Regions from separate parts of the Ovis aries genome. Here region 1 is linked to region 2. The links are chromatin contacts, called in public Hi-C maps. All regions are on one chromosome and are shown on one strand. Each heading gives the region's core, a stretch centred on a gene start, on an enhancer-like site or on the middle of the called end of the contact. The rest is flanking DNA. Distances are from core to core; before and after follow the strand shown.

Region 1 (2,884 bases), core at 330-2,829, 260 kb after region 2:
TGAGAAATGAAATACATCCACATCAGCATTTTGCCTATTTCCCTCTGATGGATATCATCCGTTTAATGCAAAAGATCTGTAAAAGTTCTTGTAAATTTGGATAAGCTATTGGCTACCAGTATTATACCAGTGTCCTCTGATTTGCCTGTCTCTCTGCTCCACCCCAGAGGGCTTCCTCCTTGGCTCAGGGGTAGAGTCCAAAGGAGGAGACCCAAGCTCAGTCCCGGGGTTGGTAAGGTTCCCCTGGAAGAGGGCACGGCAACCCACTCCAGTATTCTTGCCTAGAGAATCTCATGGACAGAGGAGCCTGGCGGGCTACAGTCCCTGGGGTCGCAGAGAGTCCAACACAACTGGAGTGACTGAGCATGCACGCACTGCTTCAGTCCAAGCACTGAAAGCAGCAATTTCACTTTCCAGGTCCTTCTTCAGCTACATCAAAAACAAAACAAAAAAACTCTGAATAAATGCTTGGTTTTTGTTCAAACTAGTCAAAGTTGACTCCTATAATGAAATCGTGGCTATTACGTCACCAGCTTAAAAGACAGTAGATAAGATTAAACTGAAAAACATTTGTAATTCGTGTACTTTTCCTCCATAAAATCACAAAGTTATGTGAATGAAACAAGTAAACCTATTTTGATCAAGTTACTTGATTTCTAAAAGTGAAACATATCTATGCGCTTTGCTGCTGCTACGTCGCTTCAGTCGTGTCCGACTCTGTGCGACCCCATAGACGGCAGCCAACCAGGTTCCCCCGTCCCTGGGATTCTCCAGGCAAGAACACTGGAGTGGGTTGTATATACTTAATTCTGAATATTAATAAGCTGTTTTAAGTGGCCTGCAGACAACCTAATTAGCATTATAAAGGAACTGGTGCTAACCGCTCCCGTTCCTTTTTAGTAATTTTGTAATGATACAGAAATCAAGTACTGAAAAAATAAGTTTGCTTTCTTATATGCTTTTCAAAAATGGTTAGATCAAATTATGTGAAAAATTGTTTTTAAGTGTTGTGATCCTGATTACACGATAATCTAAATTTAATTCTATAAAACTTTTAAGTTTAGACTACCAATAAATGGGGGGTCTTGAGAGCATTTAATCACCTGTGATTTGTATCAGTCTTTAAAAGTTTACATACTGTCATTAACTATTCATACACTGCATCAAAACATAAAAATAGGCATGGCGTGAGGAACACCAGACGACTGCTTATTGGTAGCAGAGTAACAATTCGAAAAGAGGGAAAAGGAAAAATGTAAAGCAATGTTTACTGAGTACCTGCCCAACAGGCTTTTTTACCAGCCTCACCGGAATCCCCAAATTTCTTCAGCACTTGAATGCTGCAAGAATTTTTTAAGCATAGCACTTAGCACACAGCTTCGCACTACGCGCCTCTCCACAATACTTCCCTGTCCGCTTCCAGACCCAGCGAGCAAGAGAAATAAGAACTGACGTGAATTTAGATGGAAAAATCTGCTTTCAGGAAAGCGGCCAGCCGTCCCCCGGGAGGGTGAATGCTCCACACCGAGGACTCCAGCCTTCACCGGCGGAGAACGCAGTCTGGGCCGCGCCGAAAGCCTGAGGCGAGCGCTTCCGCTTCCGCTTCCGCTCCCGCCCAGGGAGCACACACGCCTTATCCGGGGCCCGAGCACGGACAGCTTGCTCACGGTTGGCAGCTGGAGCGCCCGAGACCTCCCCCAACTGCCACCCCGCCTCGGACCGGCTACACGCCGGAAATGGCGTGTGTTTTGGAGGCTGCGGGCCGGAAGTGGCGTCAACGGGGGCGACGCCTTCTCATTCTAGTTTCTTCGGTTTCAAGCCCGCTTTCTTTCCAGCGGCCCGCAGAAGTCGTCGGGTCTTACTGCTGCTCAAGCGGAGCGGCCCCGTGGGGTTTTCTAAGGCTCTGCAGTCCTGGCTGGCTGTCCACCATTCCCGCCGGGGCCGGTGGGTTCCTAGGCAGCGGCGCCGCCTGGATCACAGTCAGGCCCAGGGCTACCCGGCCACGTGTTTCTTTCCGGTCCCCCGGGCAGTGTAGGGAGCTCAGTGGCGCTGCGAAACGCACAAGCTGAGCTGACAAAGCTCCAGAAAGCTGGAGGTCTCCGTATGACCAAGGAAGGCTGCCTTTCCCGGGGTCTGCGCAGCGGTCTCTGCCACCGTCTACCTCACTCACTACTCTGGAGTAGCACCCTACATTCCCGTGCTTGTTTCCTGCACATCTTCAGGCCAGGCCCTATTAAGAGGGCTGCACACAAGGTACATTTTGCAATACATAAAGCTCTTTAAAATGTCAAGCTTTATTAAAGTATAATTTACATATACTGAAGTACAATTGGGTTAGTTTTTTTGACAAATGCAGTGGAGACATCACCACAGTGTAGATAAAACTTTTTATCACTCCAAAATCTTCCAGCAGGCCCCTCTGCTGTCAAGTCTCCTTCCCCAACACACTCGGAAGGTAATTTATCTACTGGATACAGTGAGTTCTACCATCGGATAACTAGAATTTAATACGTGACTTTGCAGCACAATTATTGCTGGGCCTTTTTCACTTTCTTGGTTGACGCCTGACACCCATGGAAACCATTTTCATCCTTTAAGGGAATAAGTCCCCCCTGCCCCTCCCAAAAGTACTTACACTAGAAAAACTATTTTTGCACATACTTCTTGGGACCTATCACAGACCTACTAACATTTTCAAGACTCCTGTACAAGGCTCCCTAGGCTAAAAAAACACTGCCCTACAACAATCCTGTAAGTGACCTTATAAAGGCCATTGAACTTTGCAAACATTAAGCTTCTGTAAAGTGTTAGTTTCTGCTAATACAAAATATTATATGTGTTCTACTCTTTTCATTTCTTGAGCTCAAGTCAGAATACCAAAGTT
Region 2 (2,809 bases), core at 194-2,693:
GGAAAGAAGGCCCCTGGTTCTGTCTCACAGCTGTTTAAAAGAATCATTGTTTCTAATTCTTTCTTCCCATTGTGCCAAGATCAATTGTGACAGGGATTGTTATTTGTCAGCTCATTGGTGCCTACATTCACTCATCACATGTAAAGTACATATTATGAACTTGGCCAGCTCTAGACAACTCTGTTCTCTGGGAGAACAAGCTCTAGGGATCCAGATTCCACGCACCTGGGAATAAAGTGCATCGCAGGGTTCAGAAGCCTGGCCCTCAGCTCCTTCTGTCACTGAGGGGCAGAGGTGCAGTGAATAACTCAGGACCCAAGGAGCGCCCCAGGATAAAATGGAGCCTCATGTCTCCCTGTCAGGCGACTGTGTCTCTCTCTGTCCCTAGGGCTTTCCCAGCTTAGGAACTGAGTGCAATGCAGGGGCTCAAAATGCAGTGGTGGCCGAAGTCGGCCCAAGGCACTTGCCTCTTCAGTGAGACAGGACGCAAAGCCGAGGTTCTCAACGACCTCAGGCTCTGGAGGCAGGCCAAGAGCCGGCAAAGGGGAAGTGCAAGGAGGACCGAGGCCCCCAACGCGTCCAACGCCCTTCTGAAGGCCAAGGGAGGCTCAGGCGCTGTTGGTTGGAACGCGCCTCCAGGGAACCCTCGGTTCAGTCGGGAAGAAGAGAACCGGATTAGGATCGGACACCACCACCCACCCAAACCCCCGGGCTGTCGGGGTCTGACGTCCCTGCACCTGCCCGCCCGGCAACTTCTCGCCAGGGAGTCCCGGGGGACCCCGGGAATAAGGTTGGGGGGTGGGGGGCTTCCTGCCGCCGCCCTTGGCGCGGAGAGAAGGAAGAAACCCCCAGGGAATCGAAGGGGAAGGAAGAGCCTGGACCACAACTTTGTCCCTCAGAAGGCAGGCTGGCCGGGGTTCCGCGCCTACGCGGCCCCAGCGGAGCCCGCACAGCCTGGAACCCCCAGCGTCTGGGAAAGGAGGGCGCCGAGGCACTGAGGGGTTGACACGGAAGAAGCAGGGGACACTGCGAGCAAACTTTCAGCGAGGGGAGAGAGGACCGCCCAGTACACCACACCTCGCGCCCCGCAACTTGCTCCGGGAGGCTTGCTCCCAGCCGCCCGCGCCCCGCGCCTTGCCTGCGTCCGGAACCGGCTGCATCTCGCGCGCGCTGCGGGGACCGTGGAATTGGAAAGTAGGGGGGCGGGGGTGGCCACGGAGCTCGTTCAGCAATCGGCGGGCCAGGATCCCTAGCAGCTCGGCAGAGCTGGCTGCAGCCGCGCAGCTGGGGGTCGGGCGCCCCGCCCCCCTCCGCCCTTCCTTGTCCTCTCTCCCGCCCCTCCGTCTTTATCTGCCTCTATCGGATCTGACCGCCCTCCCTTACTCTTTTCTCTAGCTCTCCACCGCTCCCTCCACCCTCCTTCCCTAGCCTTTCTTCTTCCCCCTCCTCTCGCGGCCCCCCGCCCCCTGGGGGCGGGGCTTCTCCCCTCCCTCCCAGACAAAGCTGTGGCTGCGCGTCGCCTCCTTCCCTCCTGCGAGTCAGGGCTCAGGCTGCCAGCGCCTCTTCCGGCCTGGGGTGGAGGGGTAGAAGTAAGAGGGTGGGGAGAATGAGCTGGCTTGCTCACCGCGTTCTCCAAAACCTCCGAAAGGGATGTAGTCTTGGCCCTTGGCTCGCTCTGGACGGTGATAGCCACTCCCAGAGATCAGTCACTCTGCCCCGCGAAGCCCAAGTCGAGCGCCCTGGATTCCCCAAGCAGAGAATATGGGATATGTTTTCTAACACCTGCTTATTCCAGAAAGGGTTTGAGCTGAGCAAGGCCCCTTGGACTTCGCGGGCTTTCGCGGGCTGGCACACATGACACCAATATGGAGGCCAAGTTTCTTTGTCCTCTCACCTCCCCCTCTTAGCCATCCCTGAGCCTCATGGCCTCTCAGTGCACAGGGATCCCTAGAGCACCCCAGATGAGGGGCGCCTTATCTGTTCCCTCCTTCTTATCGCAATTCTCCCCCAGCCCCACAAACATACTATGGGCTTCCTGCAATGCAGGAGACCTGGTTCTATCCCTGAGTCGAGAAGATCCCCTGGAGAAGGGAATGGCAACCCACTCCAGTATTCTTGCCTGGAGAATTCCATGGACAAAGGAGCCTGACGGGCTATAGTCCATGGGGTCGCAGAGTCAGAGACGATTGAGCGACTAACATACATACTCCAGACCTGTAGAGTTGATCTCCAGGCCTTTTGGTGTCAGAGACTAAGGGTTAAACTATACCTCAGGGTACAGCTGGGTCAGCTCATCCCTCCTGGAAGCCAGACACACTTTATAAATTCATTGTTTGGTGCATGGAATGTGTTTCCCTTAGAAACAATGTTATAAATGGTGATGTGCTTCCCAGGCTGGCCACAAAAGTCTTTTGAATCCAAAATGCAGCTGAAGGTTAGTGGTGAAAACTGTGTCAGCTACCCCAGAACAAGGAGACCACTGATCAACTTTTTCTATAGGAAAAAACTCTTCTGGTTCCTTTCCAGTGAGCTGTAAAACACAAAGCTCAATCATTAATCCTCCCTCCCACACCCCAAACTTTGGAGTTAATTCTCAGTAAGCTTCTTTGCTTTGCAGATAATAGGAGCACCTTCAGAAGGGAAATGTATTATGAGGACATGAGGATTTCCCTCCAACATTAAGGTTAGAATTACAGGGAGAGCTCCGTAAGAAGCAAATATAGAACTTGAAGGGCTTCCAGTAACCCAGAAAGTCTTCTCTGAGGAGCCAGCTCTTCTCTTTCATCATAGACTGGCCTTCCCTCCACCC

What was found. Hi-C and Micro-C count contacts between places; a contact is called where the count stands out from the background.
Region 1: a Hi-C map of tail adipose tissue shows a contact between it and region 2, with 2.8 times the contacts expected there. The contact joins the promoter of TMEM230 here to the promoter of RASSF2 in region 2. A contact is called at or near these places in 2 of 16 Hi-C or Micro-C datasets (blood and tail adipose tissue).

The regions. Positions count from the first base shown.
Region 1 is chr13:47,043,349-47,046,232 of ARS-UI_Ramb_v3.0, forward strand. TMEM230 (transmembrane protein 230) reads right to left here and starts at 1,580. Exons shown (of 4, transcript XM_012188661.4): 1 at 1,410-1,580.
Region 2 is chr13:46,779,296-46,782,104 of ARS-UI_Ramb_v3.0, forward strand. It overlaps RASSF2 (Ras association domain family member 2), which reads right to left and starts at 1,444. Exons shown (of 11, transcript XM_060396888.1): 1 at 1,384-1,444.